2 separate regions of the Anser cygnoides genome follow, and region 1 is linked to region 2. The links are chromatin contacts, called in public Hi-C maps. All regions are on one chromosome and are shown on one strand. The core of a region is the stretch at or near the end of the contact, and the rest is flanking DNA. Distances in the headings are between cores, read along the strand shown.

The links. Hi-C and Micro-C count contacts between places; a contact is called where the count stands out from the background.
Region 1: a contact with region 2 is called in a Hi-C map of liver, with 1.6 times the contacts expected there. The contact joins the promoter of XPNPEP1 here to the enhancer-like site in region 2. A contact is called at or near these places in 5 of 7 Hi-C or Micro-C datasets (fetal liver, granulosa cells and liver).

What each region holds. Positions count from the first base shown.
Region 1 is chr7:11,187,717-11,193,533 of Taihu_goose_T2T_genome, forward strand. XPNPEP1 (X-prolyl aminopeptidase 1) reads left to right here and starts at 2,848. Exons shown (of 20, transcript XM_013174537.3): 1 at 2,848-3,000.
Region 2 is chr7:11,106,040-11,111,959 of Taihu_goose_T2T_genome, forward strand. All of the region lies in intron 1 of ADD3 (adducin 3), which reads right to left. Among named protein-coding and RNA genes, the nearest start is that of MXI1, 48 kb to the left of the region's middle. Within about 2 kb of position 2,437, at least 1 of the 3 cell types and tissues checked has open chromatin away from gene starts, as enhancers often do. A contact at or near this core is called in liver, where this site is marked.

The DNA of each region.
Region 1 (5,817 bases), core at 1,598-4,097, 82 kb after region 2:
CATCACTTTTGTGCTGAACCATTCTCAGGACTCGCCGTGCCTCGGCACGCTACATGCTGCTGTTACACACTACCAAAATGCAGGTGTTAATTGCTGGGTAATTTTATAGGGTGGAAATAGGAAGAAAACCATTCTCAAAACATGTGCTCTCTCCTGGGCACGCCTGCAGGCTGTGAGGACGTGCCCTGGCTGAGCCAGGCAGAGGCTGGACCATGAAGCTGCTGCGGCGCTGCGATCAGGGCAGCATGCACGGCGGGCACAGGGCAGCAGCACGAGTCCGGCGGCTCGGTTATTACCCGGGACGGGATGCTGCAGCACTGCCAAGAGAAAAGGGGCTGCTGGGCAGTCGTGGCATGAGTGCACCCTCGTGTTTCAGCCCGGGAGATGTCCCAGGCCACCAGTGGGATGCTGCCCTCTGAAAGCCAGCTCGTGGTGTGAACTGAGCTGTTCCCCCAGCGCAGGTGTTCAGCCCCATGCCACAAATCCCCCTTTCCTATTGCTGCCTCTCCACAGCACCCTGCGTGGGACCAGCGGTCTGCCCAGAGCTACCTGGGGCCACCTCCACCTCTCCGGTCCCACCAAGGTGCACCAACAGCCAACGGTGCCGTTAAAAAGCTCTGGGCTCCCTTGGGGCCAAGGGTCATCTCAAAAGATTAGATTGCAAAGCAGGAGTCATAATTTCACCTGTGCCCAACAGGAGAAGGTGAACAAAATGAAAGCTGCAGCTATAATAAAGGTATCATGGGTATGGGAGGGCTGATAAGATAATGGGAGTTCTTTTATGGCTTATTTCCCAGCCTTGATCTCTTGATATGGATCAAGATTACAACAGAGTTAATGGCTCTGTCATATGGCGAGGTTGGTCTCAGGCAATTTTGGTTGCTACTTGCTAGGCCGTCCTCCGTCTCCCCTCTCTTTTGTAATCTGATGGAATATAGCATTGTAAGAACATAAAAGATAGCCCATTTAGGACAATTTAATAAAAAGCAAGGTATTTTGAACCACTTTCATAAAACACCTTTGCAACAGAACTTGCACCATTTTAGCTGAGATCAAACAGCTGCTTAGAAAGGACAGTTTCATCTCTTTAGTCATTTCAGATTACATATCATACACAGCACTGCCTGATAAATGAATTATTAAAATATTTTACATTACCTACATTGGCACATTCATTAGAAGCTTCCCAGAGACCCCAAATGCCCAGGAAATAAGCATCAAACATTTGGGCTTAACTGGAAAGCTCATTCCACTTTCTCTTATTTAACTGACAGGCCATGTATTATTCAAATGAAATAAATAGTGCTGCCTCCCGTGCACATCTGGGCAAAGCCTTTAGCAGCAGTCCTCTGCTGGCTCCTTCAGCCTGGGGATCCACCCACCTTCCCTGGGGCTGTGTCTCAGCACCAGTCCCCAGCGCACCCTGGAGCCCCCCAGTGCTCATCCACAGGCCGGACACTGGTCCTGCGGGGTCAGGCCACTGGTGGCACTGGGATGCTGAATGTCCACGGGTTATCCCTACTTGCACAGGCAAAGAGATCTCTGGACCTCTTCTCCTCCAGGATGGGGAAAGCAGGGGCACAAACCATGGTGCCTGGAGGCCCTCCAGGTCTGCTGGGTGAAATAAAGGAACTGGGAACTCAAGGGTTTAGGTCTCATTTCTGCTTTTTTTTTTTTTGACAGAAAAAAAAGTCTTTTTTTTTTTTTGGGTCCTCCACCTATCGAACAGCCTTGGTGCTGCCTGCTGCAGCGTAATGAGATGTCTGTGAAATGCTTCCTGGCCCCTATACATCTGTTCTTACAAGATGCTCATCTTCTGGAATGAGGTTCCTACGAGAATACCCATCACAGAATCACAGAATCACAGGATATCTGAGTTGGGAGGGACCCACAAGGATCACCAAGTCCAACCCCTGGCTTCACACAGAACCACCCAAAAATCAGACCCTGTGTCTGAGAGCGTTGTCCAAATACTTCTTGAACTCTGATGGGCTCAGGGCCACGACCACTGCCCTGGGGAGCCTGTCCCAGTGCCCGACCACCCTCTGGGTGCAGACCCTTTCCCTAACCCCCAGCCTGACCCTCCCCTGTCCCAGCTCCATGCCGTTCCCTCGGGTCCTGTCGCTGTCCCCAGAGAGCAGAGCTCAGCGCCTGCCCCTCCGCTCCCCTCGTGAGGGAGCTGCAGGCCGCCATGAGGCCTCCCCTCGGCCTGCTCTGCTCTGGGCTGAACAAACCAAGGGAACTCAGCTGCTCCTCACACACCTTGCCCTCATCATTTCTGTAGCCCGCCCTTGGACACTCTCTGGTAGTTTTATGCCCTCATGTTGTGGTGCCCAGGACTGCACACGGCAGTGCTGGTGGCGAGGCCGCCCCAGCACAGATCAGAGCAGGACAGTTCCTTCCCTCAGCCGGCTGGCAGTGCTGGGCCTGATCAGCTTGAAATTATTCATGGCGCCAGGAAGGGAAGGAAATTGTCTGAATTTTAACATTCAGCCAGTCAAGTATTATTAGAAGCCACGGGTGGGTACAGAAGCTGTCACAACACGGCCCTGTGACACCAAGGGCTTAATAACTGCAGCTCTCGGAGCCGCACTTGGCTCCCAGTGCTTTGGGCAGTGTGCGCGCAGCCTCCTCGTGCGCCTCATCAAGCCGAGCCCCTAACTGGGAAGAGAAAGAAGAGAGGAGAGGAAGGCGGGTGGCGTTTTGGTCACCACACCAAGCACAGCGCCATCGAAGCAATGACTTCATTTATTTTAACATTTCCGTTTGAATTTCCTCATTGCTTTCATTTTAACCTCCAGAGGGCCGCCGGTACCCACTCAGCGCCCGGCCCCGCGCAGGGACCGCGCTGAGGAGACCGAGCGAGGGACGCTGAGGGCGGCGAGCGAGGCGGCCCGCTGACGTCACGCGCCGTGACGTCACGCGCCGTGACGCGAACACTCCGCCCCGCGCTCCCGTGACGTCGCCCGCGACGTCATCAGCGGCGGGCCTGGGCGGCAGGTGAGGGCGGGCGGGGGCTGCGCGGCCGGGGCCGGGTCACGGGGGCCGGGGGAGGCGGCGGCGGCGGCTCCCGGCGGCCCGGCCCCGTCCGTCCCCCCGCCGGCCGCCGCAGCGCCGCGGCCCTGCCTGTAGGGCCCCGCGGGGCCGGGCCGGGCGGTGCGGTGCGGTGCGGGCAGAGGTCGCCGTGCCGTGCGGGCTCGCCCTTTGGCTCCCCGGGCGCGGGTCGCCGAGGCCCGGCGGCTCGCGGGATGGAGCTCGGTGAGCGGCGGCACGGGGAGCCGGGGGGCGGCGGCGGGGCAGGTAACCGGGGCCTGGTGCCTCGGGAAGCGCCGGGGCAGGGACGGGGCCGTGCTGCTGGTCGGGGCCGTGCGGCGCCCGCTGCCTGAGCTCCGGCTCTGCGGGGCTGCGAGCCCTGGGGTCAGTAACGGCTGGCAGGGAGGAGGCCGCGGTAGCTTCACGGGGGCTCGTAGTTACAGAGGGGCCGCAGCAAAGGGCTAGCGAAGGCCTGACAGAAAATAGCTCGGCCTTCTCTGCGAGGTAAAGACAACGTTACTGGAAAGTTCGTGGAATTTTTTTTTTTTTCATGCTGACTTTTTAATTTTTTTTCTTACGCTCTACGGGCTATCTAAAATCAAGGTCCTCCCTGATATGCTTTTCACTGCTAATCAAGCTGCGTTCTGTTTTTAATAGCAAATCTTTCAACAGTGAGCACTTTTTCGATCTATTTTTTTCTCTCCTCGAGAGAACCTCTTGCTTGCTAAGAAAACCGGGCCTTGTCAGCAAGGGGCTTAATTAAAAGGCAAAGCCTTGTCGTTCTTGCCCGTTCAAATGAGACCTTCAAGCTCCTGGAGACAAAGCACGGGTTGAGAAAGGAAGCTGTGTCCTCATGAGTTTATTTAAAATAAAAAAGTAAATCTCCTGGCTGGTCATAATGTTGTTGTTCTCCCTCTTCTATGTTTTTTCTCTCTAAATAAATCAGCAGCGGTGTTATAAAATCCTACAGGAGCTTGTTATGAAGGACGGACAGAAACAATCACAATATAATAAAGTGCAGCGTAGTTTGCACACGCTGTGGAAAAAATATGAAATTTGTTCTGAGAATAAATCTGAAATGTAATCTAATCCCAGCGAAGCCACTGGGGTCAGGTTATCATTTTGATGGTGCAGTGTGTGACGCTTTTGAGCCTCCTTTGCTCCTTGTGAACTGGGTTTTAAAGCACGGTGTGCCAGCATGCAGCCAGCTTGTCACACGTGAGTCTGTGTGCTCTGAGCTTCTTGTGACGAGGAGTACGAGTGATGGTTTCGGGTAGAGACTCCCACACCTGAAAGCAGCAGGTTTTAGTGCAGTTCCTGGCTCAGTCACAGTGTTGCTGCGTGGCCTTTGTCAGATCACGCTGCGTTCCTATGGCTCTGTGAAATGGTGGCATGTCTTCTGCCTCCCTGTTTAGATGGCAAGCATCACAGGACTGTGCTTTACTGTCTTTTGGCCCAAGACAGTAATGTTTCTGGGGGCTTCTGGTAGTTACTGAGGTGTAAGTAGAATAAGAGTGTGTATAAGCAAAAAATGTTTGAGACTTGCCTGCTGTTTGCTTCTGCCATCTGTTCGGTGTTTGTGGACATAGCTGCGGAATGAGCTGTGGAACGAACTGGTCAGAATAAAATGCTGTGCAGTGTGGTGTTCAGGCGGCACAGAGCCTGCCCACCCTGCGCTGGGAGTGATGGCATTGAGGTTACAGCATCCCGGTCTGCACCTGTATGTGTGAAAGGGGTGGGCAGAGGACTGGGAAGGGGATTTTTTGGGCACAGTATCGAGAGGTAAGTGAGGAAAAGGCAGAGAGAGTCTCTGAAGGCATCACTTGATTTTCATAGGCTTTCAGGCCAGGCCTCCCCCACAGCTTACACAACCTCTGCAGCTCGTTGCGGAGCGAGGCACCTCAGCCTTCGCTCTGGCTTCCCAGCAGCGTGGCCTTCCGTGTCCCTGCACGGGGCTCCAGCTGCTGATGTTTTTTGGGAAGCAGATTGGGAGGCTGCCGTGCATTGCAATACTAAAGGTGCACCCATTGCAGAACCAGGGCGAGGGAGTGTGCTTGGTCTGTGCCCTTGTTTTCCTTTCCATCCACGCTGTGCCCCACTCCTGGCTCCTTTATCCCAGCTGAGCTCAGCAGAGCATTTGCCAAAGGTCTTTAGGGAAGGTTCCTTTAAGCCACCCTTGTCCCCTGGCAGTCACCTGTGAGAGCTCAGTGGGCTGTTCCTCCTGTTACAGCTGGGCTCTCGCTGCGTGAGCTGACATGCACCCAGTATGAATACACCCAACAAAATCCTTGTGTATGTCCTTGGGAACAGATTTCTTTTGTCTGGGTTAATCCGGTCCCCAATTCAGTACAAAATCCTGTGCTAGAGTGAAACTTCTAAAAATTGCTTTACCTGCTCTGGTTCCGAGTCCCCAAAATGCACGGCTCACCCTCCCTGCACTGTGTGCTCCTGCGGAGAATGAGCCACAACATTTCTACCCCCAAAGTGAAAAAGACAGAGTTTCTACCTGTGTGCGTGACTGACCTGTGGGGACTTGGAGCCTTCAACGTGACGTGCCAAGACCTTTGTTGGCTGTCATGGGGTTCCTCAAGCTGTTGGGCATGTCTGAGCTGCTCTGCTTCCAGGTGCCAAGCAGGGATGGCGTGTGTGTTCACCTGGTGTGTGTCCCCACTTGGCGGGCCAGTCCTTCACCGGGTGGTAAAGGGCCTGAACAGCACAGACCAGGTTTGGTTCTGTGGCCCTTTTTCTTGTTCTCGAGTGAAATGACGACACAGCAGAAGGTGA
Region 2 (5,920 bases), core at 1,187-3,686:
GGGGACGGTGACCTACTATGTGCCCACCCCATGCCCCAGAAGCAGCACCGGCCTGCTGCGGGCTGCACTGCCATGCTCTCCGACAGCCTGCCAGTGTTTTTCAGATCGAGCTGGAGTGGGGAAAAAAAAAAAGAAAAAAGAAAAAAGAAAAAAGCCTAGAATGAGGGTTTGACGCATACAATATGCTCTGCCACATGGCCATAAATGCTACTTGCATGTGTTAAGTCTCAGAACTGAACTTTTGTACTTAACCTTGCAGACACAAACTACTTTAGTCATACGCATTCGGGTATCCTTTCACTGTTGTGCGACAGCTTTTAAAGATGGAGAGCCCGTGGTGAGCTCCTGTTCTGGGTGGCAGGACTACAAAGAGCACCAACAGCCGCAGAGGAGTGTGCTCACACACCACAGGGCTTCCATGCCTCGCTCCATCCTCTTGCTTGCTTGCACCAGCATGGTGCTACGGCCGTGCAGACAGCAGGAGCACTGAGATTACACTGCTCTTTACACACACACGCAAATTGCGTCCCTAAAACCTCACTTTAAGAGAAGGTCGGTCACCCACAGATACCAAGTCGGTTCGTTGTTTCCCTGTCCCCATACTTGTTCCTTTAAAAGCAAATTTTCTTTTGCTATTCCTATTTCTTTTGTAGTTGCATATTTTTAATAAGTACCCAGTACACTGCAATTCACCAGACAGAGTTTTAATTTAGAGGTGAGTTACGTTTTGCTTGGATGTAAGTCTTATTTACATATGCAAACACATGCATATATTTAGAAATGACATTGAAGTGCACTTGGAGCGCCTGAGAGCTGCCACCTCTGCCTGGGTACACAGGGTGACTGGTCCTACGAAATGGTACAGAGTCTGTGCATGCAGGCTATTTCTGAGGCAATTTAAAAAAATCACCTCCTTAAACTGAGTAAAAGCACCAGACTGGCTAATAAATTAAACCATTTGTTAAGCAGTAATTAGCTTCTGTACTTACTAGACTTGAAAAGCATGTCAGTCCTACCTCACACCCACTTTTCCTCTGTTTCTCTTCCACCCTCTATACCATGAAGTTCACAAAAAGCACAGTAAAACTGAACTCTGCAATGAGTGCTCAAGTCTGTCTTGGTTTACATTGTTTTTCTGTATTAGCACCAAAACCCACATACAGATGTAAGGGTTCACCCAAAAGCACCTGAATACCGAGCTCAAACCGCCTGTTTTTATGGCGTGGCAAGACACCTCTCCTGGAGAGGCGTCCTCACTGCGGCACAGGGAAGGAGACCTACAGGAGCTGCTAGGGGGAAGACCTCTCCCTGTGGCACATGCAAAAAGCTGCTCTCACAAAGCACGGCTGCGCTGAACAACAAGGATGGAACTGAAGTTAATTTCTTCTTCCTCTTCTACATTCTTCTGCCTGTTCCCACTTTGATCCAGGGCAAAAACCCAACCGCTGCGCACAGAAAGCATCCTCCCAGCCCCGCTGCCCAAGAGGACTGGGCGAGGACCACAGCAGCAGAGCAGACTTCCAGCCCATCGAGTTGCACGCTTTCTAATAACGCGTTTCCTCATGGTGTTGAGGGCTGCTACAGAGGATCTGCAGGCAGAGGGCCCCCCGCAGAGCAGCACACAGCACAGCGATGCCAGCAGCAGCGCTGGCTCCCAGCTGGAGACAGAAGCACGAGCCCTCTCCCAGTGCCACCACGGAGCTTACGCATCCCAAAGAATGAACTGTTCATCCCCATTTAATCACTTACATTAACAACGCCCCTACCACAGCAAGTCATAAATGTGATTAGCAAATATTTACATATTACAAAGAATCTCAGTACTTATTAGTTGGGTGTAAAAGCCTTCCTTTATCCGCTTCCGAGGCTAGCTAGCACTTCAGAGCACCAGCACGGGATACAAGTCAACTTACAGAGCAGAGATCACATTACTGGTGTTTGACCTTACCTCAGGGGACAAAAACCCCTCAGAGTAATGTCAGGGAGCTTTAACCCCAAGTGTGCATTTCCATTTAATTTTAAAACCATAAACATAGACAGAAGACAGAAATACCTATTTTCAACAAGAATAATTGCATTTCTTTTTTTGGTTTTAAGGATTCTGATGAAACCTTGGCAACACAAGCACTGCAGCACCAAAGCAGTTTCGATTTTTGGTTCTCATGACCTAGCTTATATTCATGCTACAAACTGAATGAGGTTTCGAAAACAACAGTCAGCAAAGAGGAACAAAGTACAACACAGGTGGAAAAAAAAGATTGTATTTTAAAATTGATACTGTTTTAAAGAAAGGTGGGGCTTGGGTAATGAAAAAAATGGGTAGTGTTTTCCAAAACATTAAAACACAATAAAAAGCTATTTTTTTCTTAAAGACTTATCTCTGCTTATCTACATAATCACTTGTGGTTAAGTTACCTAAAATATTTCACGGGTCAGTAGGCAACAGAGCGCTAAATTAAAAGATTATGTTCTGGTAGTGCTTATCCGTACTAAGCTGTGAAAGTACGTGAACACATAACCCACACACATACACAAGCAATGGCTGAAAAAGCTCCCTAAATCCTTTGGAAAAGATGGAACCTAGGTTCCTCTACAATAAAAACTAAAAACTTATCTGTGAGAAAAAAAACACACAACAACATTTAATTGGAAAAGCTGATTGCAGCCGAAACCTTTTGCATTTTGCAACACCCTTCCCCTCCCACTCTTGCAACTTCCTCTGGTGACTGTTTTCTGGGGCTTCCTCTGAGCGGCACTGATGCAGGAAGAAAACAATTTCACTCTTCACGCAGACCTATGCAGCGTTACGGACAGAAGAACGAAGTTTGATGCAGATTTTTTTTTTTTTTAAATCCCAACCTGGAAAGCAGCGTTTGGAGCCACAGGGGCTACTCTGGCAATCCCTGAGAGCCCTCCCTGCTCGCTGGTACAACGTGTGACATCAGGTAGCCGAGAGGAATCTTATCGATCCCAGGGCACATCAGAAGCCTTGATTTATGACAGTTTGATTTTCCTGAGAAGCGTCACGGCCAAAGCAGCTGCCTCCCGGGCCTGAAGGAGGCCAGAGGCTGTGACGGTGGGCGACCCAGATGACGGACACGTGGCAACTGCTGGATTTCACACGTGTTTACACCAGCAGCCCATCCTGGGTACGGCAGCACTCAGCCAGACCTTTTTATAGCCCAAACCACTGGATTCCTCCTCTTCACGCCACGTCCTGACCCTTCCCCTCAGCAGCGAGCAGGCCGACAGCTCGGCAAGGACCCGAGGGCCGCGGACCGAGCACGCCACGCTGCAGCTCACCGCCCTCCGAACTCCTCAGCGAGGAAGGGGAAGCCCGGCCAACAGCTGATCCCGGCGGGGACATTCGTAATCGGAGACGTGAAGAAAAGATGAAATCGTGCCAGGCCTTCGATCATAAAGTCTTCGGGACAAATTGTATCTTTATTTATGTTACGCACCACGCCCTGCGTGATTCCCCCAAGTTCACCTCAGGATCTCTGAATCACTCTACTATAAATTTTAAACATGCAGCAGCAACATAATCCATATTAATTCACTGATCCCAGCTTAGCCATGTAAAAGTTGACTAACTCCTCAAAAAAAGGAATTTCGACACTTTACTGACCCGTATGGATATTTCATGTTACACAGAAAACAATGTCACTTTAAAAAAAGCTGATTTATGATAGTAATAACCAAAAATTAAGTACGTTTTAGATAACGCAACTGCATATACTTATTTCACGCGCGATGAACAGGTATAGAGGGAACGATCACAGATTTTTAATTATAGTTTAAAAACAGTAATTTTAGGAATCAATGAAAGTATGAAACAAACGATGGCACCAACCCCAGGCCTGACTGTGCAGCAGGCGCGTTGCCACTGACCACTGGGAGAAGAATGGAAAAAGAAAAACAGGCACCTTGAGAATAAAGCTAGAGATTTACTCTAGTAAATGCTCACCCAAAGACATCTATGAACTGAGGTGTAGAGAAGGTACTGTTAGTAGGACTTTAACAGCCTCTATCATCCACTGGATGGCATGGAGAAAACAAAACAAAACCAACCCAAATCCCATAGTACACTATTACTACAAATTATGCTGACAGTGGCTTTTCTCACTCCATTCAGTCTCAGAAGGATCTTGCTTTTTCTTTTCATTACTGGAATAAGTTTTGCCTCAACATATTGGACAAATTTTCCCCTTCTTGGTCCATTTGCAACCATAAATTAAATGCTAATGCGTGTTAAAACATAACAAGAAGAAAGCAGCATTTAATTAAGGTTGCCAAATACATGCAAAATTCTCATCTGCAGAGGACTTAACTTGATATGCACACCTTATGCTACCATTTTTCATATTTTCTTGGCTGGCTCGAGGCGATCCTACCCTTCCCAACTCGCGCGTTTCAGCTCTCCAAATGCCACCCCAGCACATCTGTCCACGAAGCAAGGGTCTGAACTGGATACATGAACACATCAGGGCTAAGAACAATTTGGGAGAGGAAGGCAGGGGAAAGTACGGAGCAGAGAAGGGCCACATGGAGGTTCAGAGGGCAGCCAGGACCTCCTTTATGAAAGTTCAAAAGACAGCTATACTTAATTACCAGAGTTCAAAGCATCTTGCTTTAATTATCCTTCCCTGGGAAATCCCTAGATTAATGGTGGTGCACTAATGCTTTTTTCTGTGTTTACTCACATTTCTAATACTGTCTTTAGCTTGCTTCAAAATAATTAAAAAATACTTGACTAGTAAATCCAAGTTTCTACTGCAGTCAAAGTCTTACCTACATAAATATGCGCATTAATCTCAATTGACTTGGCCTGCATTTGACCTGTTTCTTGTCTCTGGCACCTTCTGCTAACAGCACTAGAAAAGCAAATTGAATTTAGAGAGGCAAAGGTCTTATATACCTTCAGGAATGGAAAATTACTCAACTGGATTTCAAGGCAGCCAGTCTGAAGTCAAATGGTCATTTTGGACTTAGCCACAGCGCTGAGCAGAGAAGCAGATGTGCCCAGCGCAGCAGCCAGCACACCCCTGAACAAGTGCTGAGGATTTATTGACAAACGCCTCGGTAGGACGCACAGCGAGGGGTACGGTGAGTCAGTGCTAAGCGCATAGAAAGTAGTTTTTAAGATGTCAAAAGCAGAATGTATAAATACTTCATAATTGGGCTGCTATTATTTTCCAGTTCAAGCAAGCAATTATTTATGTTCATCACTCCTTTTCCATCATCACCTGCAAGCATTGGAAGTCTGGATAATAAAAGAAGATGCTCCGCAAACTACTCCAGTATCCCAGCACGGATGCACCCTGCATACTGTCCACAATCCTGGGTACATGCAAACACCTGCAGTGGTTGTTTCTAGAACGCAGCCTGACATCAAAACCTGCTGGAGATTTACACTATATTCTCTTTCACCTAAGCAGCTGCATGAAATGTGAAGAAAATTGGCCGATTTTCATGTCTAATGGTCAGCCAGTCCAAGGCACAAGTGACAGAATTTCCTAACAGCCAAGGCGGCACCAGCAAGCAGCTCCACAGGACACGTACTTTCTACCAAAACACTGCCATGCAAGTGAAGAAAAGCTTTTCTACAATTTCTGTAAGAGGAAAAACAAGGCAGGCTCCTAGAATGAGCTGCAGCAGACGCAACTCACGGCCAGTCGCTAAGACCCAGGTCATGATTTTGGATCAGCGTGTGCAGCCTCTAAGTGACCACATACCCAGCATGGCAGGCGTTCCTGCTATTCCTTCCCCAAGCAATTCTTCCATTTTTGACTCCTATTTTTCTTTGTTTATAATTTTAAGAATATTCTTAATCAACAAATACATCAGATGGATCTGTCAGATACAACGATTTCAAGATAATGTGTCAATGATTATGACAGAATTCATAAAATAGCATAAA